2 separate regions of the Zea mays genome follow, and region 2 is linked to region 1. Evidence: chromatin contacts called from public Hi-C data. All regions are on one chromosome and are shown on one strand. Each heading gives the region's core, a stretch centred on a gene start, on an enhancer-like site or on the middle of the called end of the contact. The rest is flanking DNA. Distances are from core to core; before and after follow the strand shown.

Region 1 (7,701 bases), core at 3,613-6,112:
GGCGCAGGCCTAGGGGGATCGTCGTCCTCCGGCATACCAAGGTGGTTGCCTTCGTCGAGACCCCCCAGATCGACGTGGAGACATTCGCGACTTGGGCCACAACCCTCGTCGTCAAGGTTGTCGCCATCATCGGAGTAATCGGAGAGGTAGTAGTCACATGCGGTCATGAAGTCTCGCATGGCACTAGGATTACCGAGCTCGAAGAAATCCCAACCAGAGTCGGGCTCATCTTCTTCCTCGGAACCCGGGGGCCCGTAGGTCAAGACGTCCGTCAGTCGGTCCCAGGTTGACCACATATGGTACCCCGGAAGGTTAGGATATTCCTTTATGAAAGCGTCCACCGAAGCGGGGTCGCTTGGTGGATCGAAGCTGAACCTAAAAGGCACAGGGTGGAAAACAGACGGTACCTCTTGATCGACGGACGGTGACAAAGTCGCGTAGGGGACAGACTGCACCGTTATCTCAGGTACAAGGCTAACGCCCAGCAAGTCCTTCGCGAGCGTGCTGGCATCATCTGTCCGCTTGGGGTTGGCGTGTTGCGGGGAAACGGCGCTCGTCTTCGTCTCAGGCGCGAGGTCAACGCCCGACGTGTCCCCCGCTGGGGCGCCGGCGTCGTCGACCCGCTCGACAGCCGACGAGGTGCCGCCTCCTGCTTGGCCATGGTTGCCCTGCCTCCTCCTCCTGCAGCAGGGAAGGTGACGGGACAGACCCGGATGCTGCTCTTCCGCCATGGGGGGAAGACGTCGTCGAGTCCGCCGCCGCCGGGCGGGCTGACGGCTGCCGTTGTCGCTGTCGCACGGCGGAGGAAGGAGTACCATGTCGTAGCTGCCGTCGAGGGACATGAACTCGAGACTCCCGAAACGGAGCAGCGTCCTAGGCTGAAGAGGTTGCTGGAGACTAGCCATCTGGAACTTGACGGGAAGTTGTTCGTCAACACGCAGCAGGCCCCTACCTGGCGCGCCAACTGTCGGCGTTTCGACCCCGGGGGGTCCCTGGACCGACGAGTAAATTATCGCTGCGTGCCCTAGCCCAGATGGGTTGGCGCGAGACGGAACATAGAGGGGGGAAACTGCGGCTTCGTGTTGTCCTGCGCCAGAGTGGATGCGCTTGCAGTAGGGGGTTACAAGCGTTCGCGAGGGAGAGAGAGAGAGAGTCCCGCGCGACCACCCTCCATATGAGGGCCCTGGACCTTCCTTTTATAGATGTAAGGAGAGGGTCCAGGTGTACAATGAGGGTGTAGCAATATGCTAACGTGTCCGGCAGAGAGGAGCCAGAGCCCTATGTACATGCCAACGTGGCTGTCGGAGAGGTGCTAGAGCCCTGTGCATGCGATGTCGTGGCCGTCGGAGGAGCGCTTGAGCCCTATAGAAGCACAGCTGTCGGGGCTGCTGGGACCTTGCTGACGTCTCCTTGCTTCCGTAGGGGGCTGAGAACCGCAGTCGTCGTGGGCGCACGCGGGGTGCCATCATTACTTGTTTACCGGGGCGAGCCAGATGGGACGCCGGTCTTGTCCCCCGTAGCCTGAGCTAGCTAGGGGTAGGGTAATGATGATCCCCCCTGTGGCGTGGTCGGTCCGAGCCCAAGGTTGGGCGAGGCGGAAACCGTCCTCCGAGGTCGAGGTCGAGGCCGAGCCCTGGGGTCGGGCGAGGCGGAGTCCATCTTCTGAGGCCGAGGCGGGGGCCGAGCCCTGGGGTCGGGCGAGGCGGAGACTTCTCCTGAGGTCGAGGCCCAAGGTCGGGCAAGGCGGGGCTTCCTGTGGCGCCCGAGGCTGGACTCAGCTGCTGTCAGCCTCATCTTGGCAGGTGGCACAACAGTCGGAGCGGGGCAGGCGACGCTGTTTTCCTGTCAGGTAAGTCAGTGGAGGGGCGAAGTGACTGCGGTCACTTCGGCCCTGCCGACTGAGGAACGTGCGTCAGGATAAGGTGTCAGACGATCCTTGCATTGAATGCTCCTGCGATACGGTCGGTTGGCGAGGCGATCTGGCCAAGGTTGCTTCACCGCGAAGCCTGCCCGAGCTGGGCCTCGGGCGAGTTGGGGGTGCGCCCGTTGCTTTGAGGAGGCCCTCGGGCGAGGCGTGAATCCGCCTGGGTCTACTGTTCCTGCCCGAGGCTGGGCTCGAGCGAGGCGAGATCGCGTCCCTTGAGTGGACGGAGCCTTGACCTGAATCGTGTCCATCAGTCTCTGCGGCTTGCGCTGATGGTGATTACCAGCCGAGTTTAGGAGTCTTGGGGGTACCCCTATTTATGGTACCCGACAATTATATTAAGCTAACATCCATTATAGCCAAGCATTCAATTTGTTTTAAAAAAATCCTTTTCCAAACCGTACATGAGGTTTCCTCTCATATGGCTCCTCCCTTATTTAGAGAACTCTTCTCTTTATAATGTTTACTGATATTTTTAATACGTAAGTCGTAAAATAAAAAATTCAAGTGCTACACGTATTTTGGATATTCTATGGCGTAATTTGTGTTCACCCGAGAAACACTTTTGTTGAATCCTCTTTTTGCATTGTTGCTAGGGCTATTTGCGTCCTGAATATTACATGACGCAACAGCTCTTCGAGGAGAGTCATGCTTACGATTTGGAGTTGTTTTACCATGACTAATAACTGCCAGCCAGACCATGGATAAAGGCAATCAGGACAACAACAAATCAATATGATGAATAATATTATACCTTGAAGGGCCTAATCGATCCAAAAAATGGGATTTAGCTAAATTAATTGTCGTACGAAGATTTATACGGTTGGCTATGAATGTGTGGAAGAGTCTGCTGTTGACTCCCCAGGCGCCCAACAATGAATGATATGGTGAAGTAACTTGAGATCACCATACATAAACAAGGGGCATAATTGTTAAACTCAGCGTCTTTATCAGTTGAACAATTTGTAAACGAAAATAGACGTGATGCATATTCAGAACATTTGCATGAATGGTGGAAGCAACATCAACAATTTTGACTACAATAGTGGGTGTTCATACTCAGCTCTTCAACCAAAGTAGATAATAATTTCCCCTCTTTGTTTTTGTTGAGGGATGTATTATATGACATTAATCGTTTTCAGTAAGTTACCCGGTGAACAATCTTTCAGTAAGTTATTTGAGTGATTGTACCTGTATGCTCCATATGAATGCCTTTTCGTTTTAGTATCACATCTGACATTACCAATCTTTATACCGGTAGATTCTTGATGACGGATCTAGGAAGGATATTATGCTGTCAAACGGATTCAAAAGAACTCATCTGTTCATACCAATAATTGGTGATTTTAGAGCAAATACAATTGTTGTAAATGTTGCAATTTTATTGTTATGGTTCTGTGAACAAATATTTTGATATTTGAACAAAGGTTTGCTTGCATGCATCAATAATTCTATTGTTAGCTTGCTTATTGTTGCCTATAATTCTCAATACTCTCGAACAGTCAACCTATATCGCTTACAATGTCAACAACTTAAAGCCAACTTACTTCGACATTTTTTACATCTTAACTGTCCCGCCAGGCTGTTAACTAATGCTTCATGTGCTTTGAATGCTATTTCCTCCCATTTTACTAATTGGTCTAATCCATGTTGCCTGTGATATTTGCATTGTGTGCCCCTGTTTTAAGTTGGCGACTGAATGTTTGTGCTACTTCCAGTTGCTAACTGAAGTACTCCACTTCTCTTGGTTGTATGCACAGTGATCAGGATGTTGGATTCCATGAAACAGCGGAAGGGCCTGTTCGGACGGTCAACAAAGGCGACTTCCATACTGCAATGGATCTAGGAGTCCATGGCAACGGAGAGCTGGAAGCTGGTGGATCCATGTCCAGAGCTTGACCTTACATTTTGTTGAGCGAACAAAGAAGCATTCTATTCATGAAACTGAGCTTGATTAGTATGATGCATAGAATGCTACGCTGTAAGCAGTTGCAACATCGCGAGCGCCGACATCAAAAGCCTCGCCCCTGTCCCTACACACACCTCTCAAACGACATTGCGATGCCAAGCTATGCTACATTTTTCCATTTACAGATTTGTTTTCGTATAGTTTGATAATAGTTTATTAACCTAATTTCTAATCGATTCTGTAGGTTGGTCATTCATGCTTGGCAACAACATAGCTGATTCCTAGGATTTTCAACTCCGGGCACAACAGGTACGTTTAATTAGCATGTACGACCTTCCCAATTTTTAAATTGTACCTTTTGGATTTATAACACACTTTACAATTGTATAAGATGTATATGTACATCTTCCACACGACATAATATTGTTATAATTTATATTACAAATTTTCTTCCTATGCGCGTTACTAGTCAGTTCAAACGAAACACTAAACATACAGTTGCAGGTAGGTCGAACCGTGGCATTAATCGGAAGCGGAAGCGAACAAAAAGCTGCTTTAAGAATTGTCAGATGAGCCGCGAGTGCGCGTGCTTCTGGCCAAGTACAAGCATGCTGTTCAGCTGTTGTGCGCTCCCTCTAGTAGCACATGAGTCTAAAAATACAATCTTGGCAAGTATAGAAAACTAAGCTACTGAAAATTCCGGTTGTCATGCCAATAAAAAACGGACAGCTAGGCGTCCCGCTAAAGCCGATGACGACCGTCGAGTGCTTGCTGGAAGAGGAGACGTGACGTAAGCAAGCTGAGTGATCACAAAGGGAGATGCCATGCCACACGCGGTTCCTACGTCCACGTCCACGTCCACGTCGGCTAATGGCGACTGCTTCTTATGGTTGTTCAGTGCAGTCACGGCTCTACTGTCTTTTTGAATCAAAAAACATTACTATTATTATTTGCGTGGAGGACCTCTTGCAGACCAATTGCCTCCGAGACCGGCCCAGTATAAAGTGGGCTCTTCGGGAAGGAAGCCCTCGCGTGATGGCGCGGGTGGAGGAGTTCACAGCGGAGGCAGCCAAGTGACGTGGAGAGGACAACGGTGTCGTAGGGAGGGTGAGATGAAAAAATGATCTAAATAATATAATTTATTATATTTGAGTAACTAAGGGATAGAGATATCTAGCGATCTGAACCGTTATTTTTAATAGTGTGTTAAGTCTGAGTGTAATTTGTTTGGTAGATCTAGTGAAAGTTATAGGTGCGGAGTGATTTATTTGGATATATTTTGTAAAGTTTAAATTGATAGATTATATAATGGTATAGATATACGGTGGTGGTAAGAACTAGCTCACTAAGAGCATCTCCAAAAGACTACCATAAAATCACCTCTAAAATGTAGTTTTGAGAGCAACCTAAAGCTTATTGAAAGTGTTTTTTTTGTTTCCTCCAACAGTACACCTAAAACATATTGCATGCATGTTGTGCGGCGTGGGTGGTGCAAAAGGAGGTGGGACAAAAGGTTGGATGAGCCAATGGGAGACGTTGGATGCGGGCTAGAAATTTTTTGGGGGAACCAAAACATTCCCTCTTTGTAGCTATAAATTAGAAAAAAATTGGGGTTGTGAAATAATGGAAAAGGTTTAGGAGAGATGTTGGAGGCTTGTTTTTTTCTTTTTCCCTTTAATTTCAAGTTAGGGGAGATGTCGGTACCCTGAATCAGGGGTATCCTCTTCTACAGTATGAAGACGCTGTACACGTACGACGTCTCCTGGCCACACGGAGAACGGCACCCGACCCCACCATATGGGCAAGTCTAAGGGCACCACGTGGCGAGGAAAGATAATACACCCCAGGGTGCATCATTGGGTCCGAACCTCCACAGAGGGACACCGGACCCCTGTGCGTACAGTCCGGAATTCCCAAGAAGGCATGTCAGATCCCTCGAATGGGCCCCAGGTCTCTCCGAGTAAGGTCCGGACCACGGCAAGGCCCCGGGACGGGGAGAACCCCGGCATGAGTAAGGGTCCGGTGCTGGCACGTGTCCAGGCCTTGCCCTGCGCTCCCCGCTCAGGAGGAGACCCGCTGTTGGGGACTTGCTCTCAAATGCTATGAATTAAGAACAAGGCAACATAAAATGTTAAATATTAATGCCCTTCGTCCGCTGAAGCATTATTTCCCCAAGGATTTAATGAACTTCGGACGAAGACCATGAGCGGAATACTACGGAGGTTTCACCTTCGTAATTAAAATTACAAAGATAATACAAAATAATGTACAATGTAAAACATTAAAATATTGTTCACATATATTATTATATGAATCTAAGATGTTTGAATATAACGGTTAAGTACATTTATACCTTTGCCTTGACAAACAATAATTTCCGAATGATGCGTTTGCAATTACAGGAATGCGTGAACAGTAAAGGAATACTGTTCACTATTTATAGGCACAGGACACAGCCTGTGAGGAATTATAATCATGCTCTTCATAAAAGTTTACAACAATGACTCAGACCCTTATGGACTAAAAGGTCATTCTATCTTTAAGTCGGTTCGACCCTTCATCTTCGGATATGTTGTAATACCGAAGCTTCATGAATGGTGCCTTCGGCGTCACGTACGAGTAGCCGAAGCCGAAGCTGTTTCTTTTTGCAGGACCTTCGGCGACGAAGCATGGTCCCAACAGTAGCCCCTTCGCGGTGCTAGATCGTTTTTCGTAACGAGCTTGATCCGTGAAAAAAGTCTCTTAGGCTTCAGGAAGCCGAAGGTCCGAAAAACACCTTCCCTGAGCTCGTTGTCGAGAAACGATACAGTTTTCGAGCGCGTAGCGGTCCCACCATGCAGGTTCACTATTTTGGTTTTTGCGGCCCACCATGCAGTGGGTGCGAGCAACTGTTTGCCTGGTGTAAAAATCCTGAGGATTCACCTTCTTACCTGCAGCACTATATAAACAGACAGGTAGGTGTGAAGTTACTACATCATTCATTGCTATTGCACTGTTTTGCTGCCAAAATTTTTAATCATAGCCGAAGCTTGACTTTCGCATTCAAACGAAGCTCCAGTTTGGTGCCTGCTTCGTCAGAAGAGCTTCGGAAGAAAGGTTATTAATTTTCAAGAAATTTTCAAGAAATTCAAAATCAAATGGCCAGAGTGCGTTCTACTGCTAGAGTTGAGCGCGAAGGAGACGAAGCCGAAGCTGTGGAAACTGTTCCTATCTCGGAAGCAATGAAGCGATCTGGATTGGTGACATCGGAAGACAACCCTGCTGCTGAAGCAGAACAAGCAGATATTGAAGAGACTGATTCTGAAGGTGATCATAGTATCGCAGTACCGAGCAAGCCTAGCCACCTGGACTTCGGAAAGTCAACCATCTCCAAGGCTGATTTTCCGAAGATGGTAAAGTCGGGCTACTTTAGCGAAGATGAGAAAAAGCTGATTCGCTTCGGTGGGGAAGAAACTACCCCGAAGCCACAGAAAGATGAGATAGTGATTTTCAAGAGTTTCCTCAAAGCTGGTTTGAGATTTCCTTTGAATAGGATGATTGCCGATGTGCTAAAGAAGTTTGGAATCTATCTTCATCAACTAACTCCTAATGCTATTGTTAGGCTTAGTGTTTATATTTGGGCTCTCCGAAGCCAGGGGGTGGAGCCATTTGCCGAAGGTTTCTGCTGGGTACACGAGCTACATTACCAAACTAAGGCCAGAAAGGATGGGTTACATGAAAATTTTGGTTGTTACAATTTTGCCTATCGGAAGACTACAAAATTTCCTGTATCAGCTACCGAAGCAAGTGGCCGGCAGGCTGGAAATCGGAATGGTTCTACGTCAATGTTGACGATGACAAGGAGAAGCTAGTACAGAGTCCGCTTGAA
Region 2 (7,701 bases), core at 1,928-4,427, 330 kb before region 1:
GGTTGGCCTCGGGCGAGCCGTGACTGCATCTCTTGCCGTCGCCATCCCTGCCCTCCGAGTTTGGCCCATCCGAGATGGGACACGATGACCTTCTCGCCCGCCTCATACGCGCACTCCTTGAGGTCCTCGTCGTCTTAGTTCGGTGCCAGGGTGGGGAGTAGTGCGTGCGCCTCCTCGATGGCCCTAGGCCCCTGGCCGCAGCCACATCGAAGGCGTGGGCGGTGGAACACGAGGAGAGGAGATTGGAGAGTCTTTGAACCAAATCACCGCACACCCAACCAAATCGCCGATGTTGAGGGAGATTGCGGAAACAGGGTGGTGGTGGAGGCGGATTCGATGCCCGGGGACGTCTTAGGCGAGCAGGGTGTCGTAGTGAAGACGTGAGCCGTGGAGGATTTAGCGGCGACGGCATTGTGCTGGCCTTGTTGTCCGCGGTCGCCGTGGTGTAGGCGCGTTTAGGCGGGGTGGGTAGGCGCCGAGGCGTGCGAGCGCGTCCGTGGAGGATTTGGCGGCGGCAGAACCGTCGTTGTTGGCGGCCTCGTCGTAGAGAAGGGTTGACGGAGCCAGGGTTGGGGAGGAAGACACGAGCGAGTGTGGGTGTGTTTCTGCGTGAGAGTGTGTGCGTTGAGATGATCCATTAAAGACTGGCCGTCCGATGCGTTTCAACAAGAGAGACGTGGGGGACGTGCGTGTGTGAGACCACGTGCGTTGAGGATGATCCAAAAAAGGTTGGGCGTCAGATGCGTTTCATTAAGACTGAGTAGACAAAAGAAACGATCTGGAACGTTGGTATTTGACAGTGGGATTTGTCTGGAGTTTATAGGCTGGATGTTGTATTTAGCAGGGGCATGAGTGCGTGGGATGTTTTATGTGGTGTACTTGGCTTAGTTTTAACTGGTGGGTTTAAGGGGTAGAGAGTAATGTTGGATATGTTGGCACAGCTGTACATTGTCAATGTGTACGTATACAAAATTACAAATAAACAATATCTTACTGACAATAGAGCAGATACTCAAGTCCTTGTCCTGTAAAATGCATACAACCACAATACTTCAATACAAGGATTCCTTTGCAAGAAAGCCATTGAGTTTGTTTCAAACTGCTAATATGTTCAGGTCTTACTTGATAACGAAATTTAAATTTTGTACTAGTAATTGAACGAAGTTTTGCACTTTAGCTACTGTGATCACATATACTTCAGCAATTTGTGAATTTATGTTTATGTTTATCTTGTTGATTTGTGCTTGATAGGTAAGAATGGTTGGAGGGTTGAGCTGTCAACCAAAGATGGTGGTGGCCGTGGCCGAGACCGTAATGGTTCTGATATGAAGTGCTATGAGTGTGGTGAAGTTGGCCACTTTGCACGTGAATGTCGCTTACGGATTGGTTCGGGAGGGCTGGGTAGTGGAAGGCGTCGCAGCCGAAGTCCTAGATATCGCAGCCGGAGCCGAAGTCGCAGCCGGAGCCCAAGACATCGAAGGAGCCCAAGCTATGGCAGAAGGTAATTTGCTAATGACACCAATCGACCAATCCATCATGTGCATTCCATTAGTTTTAATTAAGGGTTGGGAAACATCACCTAGAAATCCCAAAACTTTTGAGAACGAAGCAAAATTTCAAAGATAACACATTTTTTATGACCAATGAAGTATCCAGTAAATTAGTAATGATCTCAAATGCACTGTATACAGATAATAACAAAGGTTTTCTGGACATCTCTAGCTTTGTGTTTGAGCCTAGCCATTGCCACATTATCCCTTTTTGCAGTTTTGCTCTGTAATGGTCTCAAATGCACTGTTTTACCCCTTTAAATACATGCAGCAAAAATTAAGATGGCATGTTGAAAAGAATGAAGACGAGAAGTCACACCTAGAGATGTTATTGTAGTTAATATCAAAATAACTAGATGTGTTCCTGATTTGAGGGATACTATTTAATCAAAAGTTCAACTATGCATTTTAACTTCTGTATGTAGTTCTTTATCTTGCATTGGTAATATATGATCTGCTGCATTCTTATCGTCCTCTCCCACCTGTTATAGCTTAATTAGCATTGTGAATCCAAACCTAATATTTGAGGGGAACATTTTGAGTGACTAGATAAAATATAGATCAATGTCTTTGCCTCACTAGCAGTCTTTTCAATGGATTATGTTGCGTTCATCCTGAAAACAAATGTTGGGGTTTTCAGGAGCTACAGCCCACGAGATCGTTCTCCTAGGAGGCGAAGTTACAGCAGGTCGCCGCCACTGCCACCACCGCCTCCTAGAAATAACAGCATGTCACCACGGGGAGCCCGAGAAATGAGCAGATCGTCACCACCACCTCCCAAAAATAACAGCAGTTCACCACGGGAAGCCCGAGAAATGAGCAGATCGCCACCACCACCTGCCAAAAATAACCGCAGTTCACCACGGGAAGCCCGAGAAATGAGCAGATCGCCGCCGCCACCACCTCCCAGAAATAACAGCAGGTCACCACCGGGAGCTCGAGATGTGAGCAGGTCGCCGCCACCACCTCCTGATGCCAGAAGAAGCTATAGCAGATCCCCAGAACAGCAGCCCCAGCACGAGTCCCCATATGCCAATGACGCCTGAGAATATTTAGCTGCTCAAAGATGCTGGAAAATGCTAAGGGGCCCAGCATGTTTTGCCCATGCGCGTCGGTACAACTTATAGGATCCAGTCTGAGATTTTGCTCGTGTTTTGGGTTTCCCTTGGACACACCGCTGCTGATACCATTGTAGAGGGAGGAGCATAACGTTTCCGTTTCGAGTATTGACTTTGGGCACTTATAGCTGTCAAGACATGACCTGGTTCTTGTTAGATTTATATCACTAGATTGCTTTTGAATTCGGACGAAGTGTTAATCGTGGGCTATGTTGAGATATTTGTCTACCTTTTCAGGACGCTTTCGAAGAAACATTTTCCTACTTGCTTTTGGTCAGTGATTTCGTTTTTTTTGGGGGTGGGGGGTGTTGTCACACGTGGTAGCAATATCAAGCAGCGAAAGGCTGTTGCTTTGGTTGCCTAAGAGCATCACCTCCATTAAATTGCCGCAACTGGTTCGGACACAGGGCCTCGCGAGCGTCTTCTAGAAATGGTTGGTGGCCTCTAGTTGGTGGCCTCTTCGGTCAGCGCAGTTTCTTTCCTTTCTGACCCGCTGTGGCCACTAGCACTTCGCCGTGCCTCTACCTTTCTTTCATCAGACCGCCTTTTGAGGCCCCTGTCGGCCTCTGTCACACTTGCCCTTCTGCTTGCGATGATTGAAAATAGCTTCCACCGCATCTTCTCTCGATGCGTGGGTCGTCGTGTGTCTAGGAGCTCCTTAGTGGTTCGCCGACTCTTGTGCCTACCTTGTGCACTAGAGTTTCGCTCGTGGTTTTCAAAATGAACGCGCTAAAACATCGATGTCGGCAAGGTTCGTTAGCTCGTTGTATTGCCGCGAGAAACACCAAATGTAGCCCCTTAAGGTCTCATCGGATTTGTGCCGGTAGTTCTTGAGGTCCCACAGGTTGCTAGAGTGAACGTACATGCCCTGAAAGGTTTCCACGAAGATTTCCTCGAGGTTGGCCCAATTCCAAATGCAACCATGTCTCAAGTTTTCTAACCATGTCTCAGATTGCAGATTATAGTCATCGAGATCCGCTCCTCCCGTGTGGCATGCCCGTCGATAATCTCCCAACCAAAGGTTGGGAGTTGATTCTTCCGAATACTTTGCAATATTGGTGGGCGCCCTATACCGTTGCGTCACTGGTGCTCGAAGGATGCAGCGGTTGAAGGCCCGAGGCCCCGGTGGTGGCAGGCTTAGGCTTCGGTTCCCATCGGGGTCAAAGCGGCCTCTGCGGCATTGTTTGTACCGACGAGAGTCACCCGATCTGTCACATCCCCCTAGTCCTATGACCATGCGCGCTCTGCGCGCTTTGACCCGGGTTTTGGGGCTGGCGAGGTCGGACACGTGCCGCTCTTTCTTCGAGATCGAGGGGTCACCATGACATGGCATCGTTCACCGTTGGCGTAGACGCGGTGTACTGGTTGGTCTCTGGTTCACGACGCTGAGACATGGAGCTCTCGGCTTGTAGTTGCATAGCGAGGCCGAGAAGATCCTGAATCTCTTGGTGGGTTTTCCATTCGTTTGGAGTATATGCCTTGGGGCGCTTGTCCAGAAGCACCGCAATAGCCGCGACGTTTTGGCTCACCCGAGGGAAACACAACGCCGTGCCCCTGCCATAGACTAGACGACGACAGACGTTTATCATCATGGTGTGCCGTCACCCCGCCACTTGGTGTAGTCGTGTCGTTCTCCACCGTGGGCTTTCTTATCCTCTTGCTGCGGGGCATTGGCTGCTCCGCGAAAGGCTCGGGCCTGATGGCGGTTCCTTGGGAAGCGGGTTCAGCTGTCGTGGCGCGCACCATGATGCTGGGTGAGGCTCCATCTGAGCTTCCCGCATGGGAAAAATGATCTCCCGTGGTATTGGCTGCGAGGCATTCCTGGTCAGGGTTGCAGATTGCCTCGCTAGGTGGGGACGTGATTACATCCCCCGATCTCGACAGGAGTATGTCTAGGAACGAGTCCCGGACGGGGTCTAGTACCCCCACGATCTCGGAATGAGTGGGTCATAGTGAGCTTTGTGACCCATTTCTCCTGAGGGGGTCGAGTGGGAGGTCGCCGAGACTTCTGGCTACATCGGACAGGTCACTCGTCAAGGGAGACACAACTTCTGAGGCCCTCGTCATCTCTTCTTATTCTTTATTGACGACGAAGTCCAGACTCTTGAAACGGATGGTCGTCCTAGGAGTCCAGACTGCACTGCTGTCGTCTCTAGTCATCCGGAGCTTGGAGAACTTCGCTGCGGAACGCGCAAGCCCCCTACGTGGCACACCAACTATCGGTGTTTTGAACCTCGCTCCGACAAGTAAATTTACTGTGCGCATTTCGGGCTCCGTAGGGTGTGCACGGTGGGCGCAAGATTTATACCGGTCATGCAGAACGTCCCTACTTCCAGTCATCGACGAATTGCTCTACCGACACCATTGATGATAAAACTCATAGTAGGGGTTACAAGCGGGCGAGAGAGGGAGGAGAGGCTCCCAAGTCTCTTCATTAGGGTGGAAGTGGAGCTTAGAAGCTATAGAGTGGAGTCCTAGTTAGGGTGCGAATCCAAGTGAACTCTCCCTTTGCTAGGGGACCAATCCCTCCCTTTTATAGGTCGAGAGAGAGGTCGGTCAACAATGGTTTTCTTAGGAAGGAGCCATAAGGCAAAGGTAAAACCAAACATTCTTACCTGGAGTAAAGCCACACGTTCTTGTGGGCCCTAGGGTCGCTTCGATGTCTCGTATTTATTGTGGTGGACAACACAGGGCTGCATGGGTCCCAGGCCATCGTTTAGGCTATGTCGACTCCTGGCCTTTGTAGCCCGGGGCTTAGCGCGGCTCGCCGCGTTGCGCCCTACCAGTGGTATGCACACTTAGGCTTAGTCCGATAGGTCATGAGTGCGCCACATGCTGAGGGACACAGATCATAAATGCACCACAATCTGGGGGGCTCGTAGGTCATGAGTGCTAGGCGGTCCGAGGGGTTCATAGGTCATGACTAGGAAGCGAGCCGGCGCCCGCGCTGTGGCTTGGTGCCAGGCATGGTTAATGTGACCGACTATTTACGACAGATCAGTCTGGGGCCAGGCACGGGATCCACTCGAGTGGTTTCCTTTCGACACACCCAACCCCCTATTAGGATCTGCCATGGCCGACCCTAGACTCGGTGGCACAGGGTTCTACTGGGGCGAGTTCTTTTAGGGTTGACGTATTCACCTCTCCTAGCTGACCAATGGGCCCTAGCGACCAGTGGTTTTTCCTTAGCGCACTCTCTGACCGGCGGGCCCCAAAGACCAGGGATCGTATCCCCGACAACTTCATTCCACCAAATTTGTGGAATGGACTCATGATGCTCCACCTCATCTAGAATAAATTGGTTCTTCAAAGCAAAGCCCTCCTTAGATTATCACGGTGGCACCAACACTGCAGGAGGCCTATTATAAGCGATGACACCATCACCGAAAAAGCATCAATGATGAAAGGTAATTATTAAAATGTTAGATTAGATGCTCCCTGCTTCCTTTTTCTATTTCTTGATTATTTCTATTCATGTAGAGATTAAAGACGTAACTAGTTTATTATATCACAGAATGTACACGTTGATGGCATTAGGACCGGAACTAGTCGAGCCGAGCTCGGCTCGGTGAAAGTAGCCTAAGGGGGGGTGAATTTCAATAAAAAATTTGAGATTTTGTGAGAACACATAGTTAAACAGGTGAGGCCGGTTCAACTGGGAATGAGGCCGGTTAAACTGGGCTTCCCCTGTTCAACTATGAACTTAATTAAAACTATTTAGATATACTAACAATAAACACAGTGGAAGCGTTGAATTAAAACCAACTAAGTAAATCTAATATCTGAGAAGATGAGAGACAAAAAGCACACCCACAAAAGCACACGAGATACATAATTTTTACCGAGGTTTGGTCACACCACAAAGGTGCCCTACTTCTCTTTGAGGTGCCCACAAAGGGTCGAGTATTTCTCAAACCGTTCTTCGTTGCCGACCACACAGGTCAAGGCGATCCCTTACTCAAGTGCCCACAAAGAGCGGATGATACAAATTGTTCTTGGGGCCGTCCACCACTTTGGAGACTCCCAAGGCAAGATCAAGTACACAAGGAACAACATGTTCCAAGATAATGAATTCGCAAGAAGAACGATTTGCACCAACTCAAGAGAGATATCGAAGAATGGGAACCAAAATCACGTTTGAGTCTTAGAACTTATCTCACACTAAAGGATCTTCCCACCAATCGAAGGGGGGACTTAGGGCGCGAGACCAAAGTTGAATCACTTTGAATCGAAGAGTAGTAGGTGTCAAAGTGTTTTGGTTCATGAGCCTTACGGTTTAGAGAGGGAAAGGCTTATATAGCCATCCCCAAAACAGATCTCGCGAAACAGGGCGGCTGCGCAAATCTTGGTTCAACCGATAAGAATCCCGGTTGAATCGCAATTTACTAGAGAGCTCTCTGCAAATTCCCAATTGAACCTGAAATCAAATCTTGGTTCAACCTGGATTTAACAGAGAGGATCCCGAGGAATCCCGGTTGAACCGGCCATAGGCCCGACCTTCCCAGGGAAACTCAAAATTTAAATAAATTAAGGGGGAAACCAATGGGTAGAATCGCGGCTTTTCAAAACAAGAATTTTGAAGAGGATAGAATGAGTTGGTGTATACCACTCTTACATTGCGAAAAATCTAAACAAGTGGAGATTCCTTCCACTGAGAATAGACTAGAAATTATGGTGGATCTTCGCCGAGAATCACATGGAATTAATTCACTTTTCATCACTTGGTCCCTGTTCGTTCAATTTTTACTATCCTGTGCATCGTTTTATATTTTAAACTGACATACACTAGGAGCAAACTGATTAGATTATTTGTTTTGTCCATGAATCACCAAAACCCTCAAGAGGTTGATTGCACTTACAATCTCCCCCTTTTTGGTGATTGATGCCAAAACAAATAAAATAATAAGAATAATGAGAAGTATTGTTGCAATCTTTTTAAACATTTGTGTTTGTATGACAACCCCTAAATGTGTGCATCAAATATACTTTTGAATTGACCTGATATGTCAATTTGCATCACATTTGGAGAGGAT

Evidence for each region. A called contact is a pair of places that touch in the nucleus more often than the background predicts.
Region 2: a Hi-C map of ear shows a contact between it and region 1, with 2.4 times the contacts expected there. The contact joins two enhancer-like sites. A contact is called at or near these places in 3 of 25 Hi-C or Micro-C datasets (ear, leaf and tassel).

What each region holds. Positions count from the first base shown.
Region 1 is chr4:140,427,427-140,435,127 of Zm-B73-REFERENCE-NAM-5.0, reverse strand. No RefSeq gene overlaps it. Among protein-coding and RNA genes, the nearest start is that of LOC103655549, 16 kb to the right of the region's middle. Within about 2 kb of position 4,862, at least 16 of the 20 cell types and tissues checked have an H3K27ac peak or open chromatin away from gene starts, as enhancers often do. A contact at or near this core is called in ear, leaf and tassel, where this site is marked.
Region 2 is chr4:140,753,192-140,760,892 of Zm-B73-REFERENCE-NAM-5.0, reverse strand. It overlaps LOC100273521 (splicing factor, arginine/serine-rich 7), which reads left to right. Exons shown (of 5, transcript NM_001367444.1): 4 at 1,252-1,501; 5 at 2,191-2,917. The coding sequence ends at 2,596. Among protein-coding and RNA genes, the nearest start is that of LOC100273521, 9.1 kb to the left of the region's middle. Within about 2 kb of position 3,177, at least 16 of the 20 cell types and tissues checked have an H3K27ac peak or open chromatin away from gene starts, as enhancers often do. A contact at or near this core is called in ear, leaf and tassel, where this site is marked.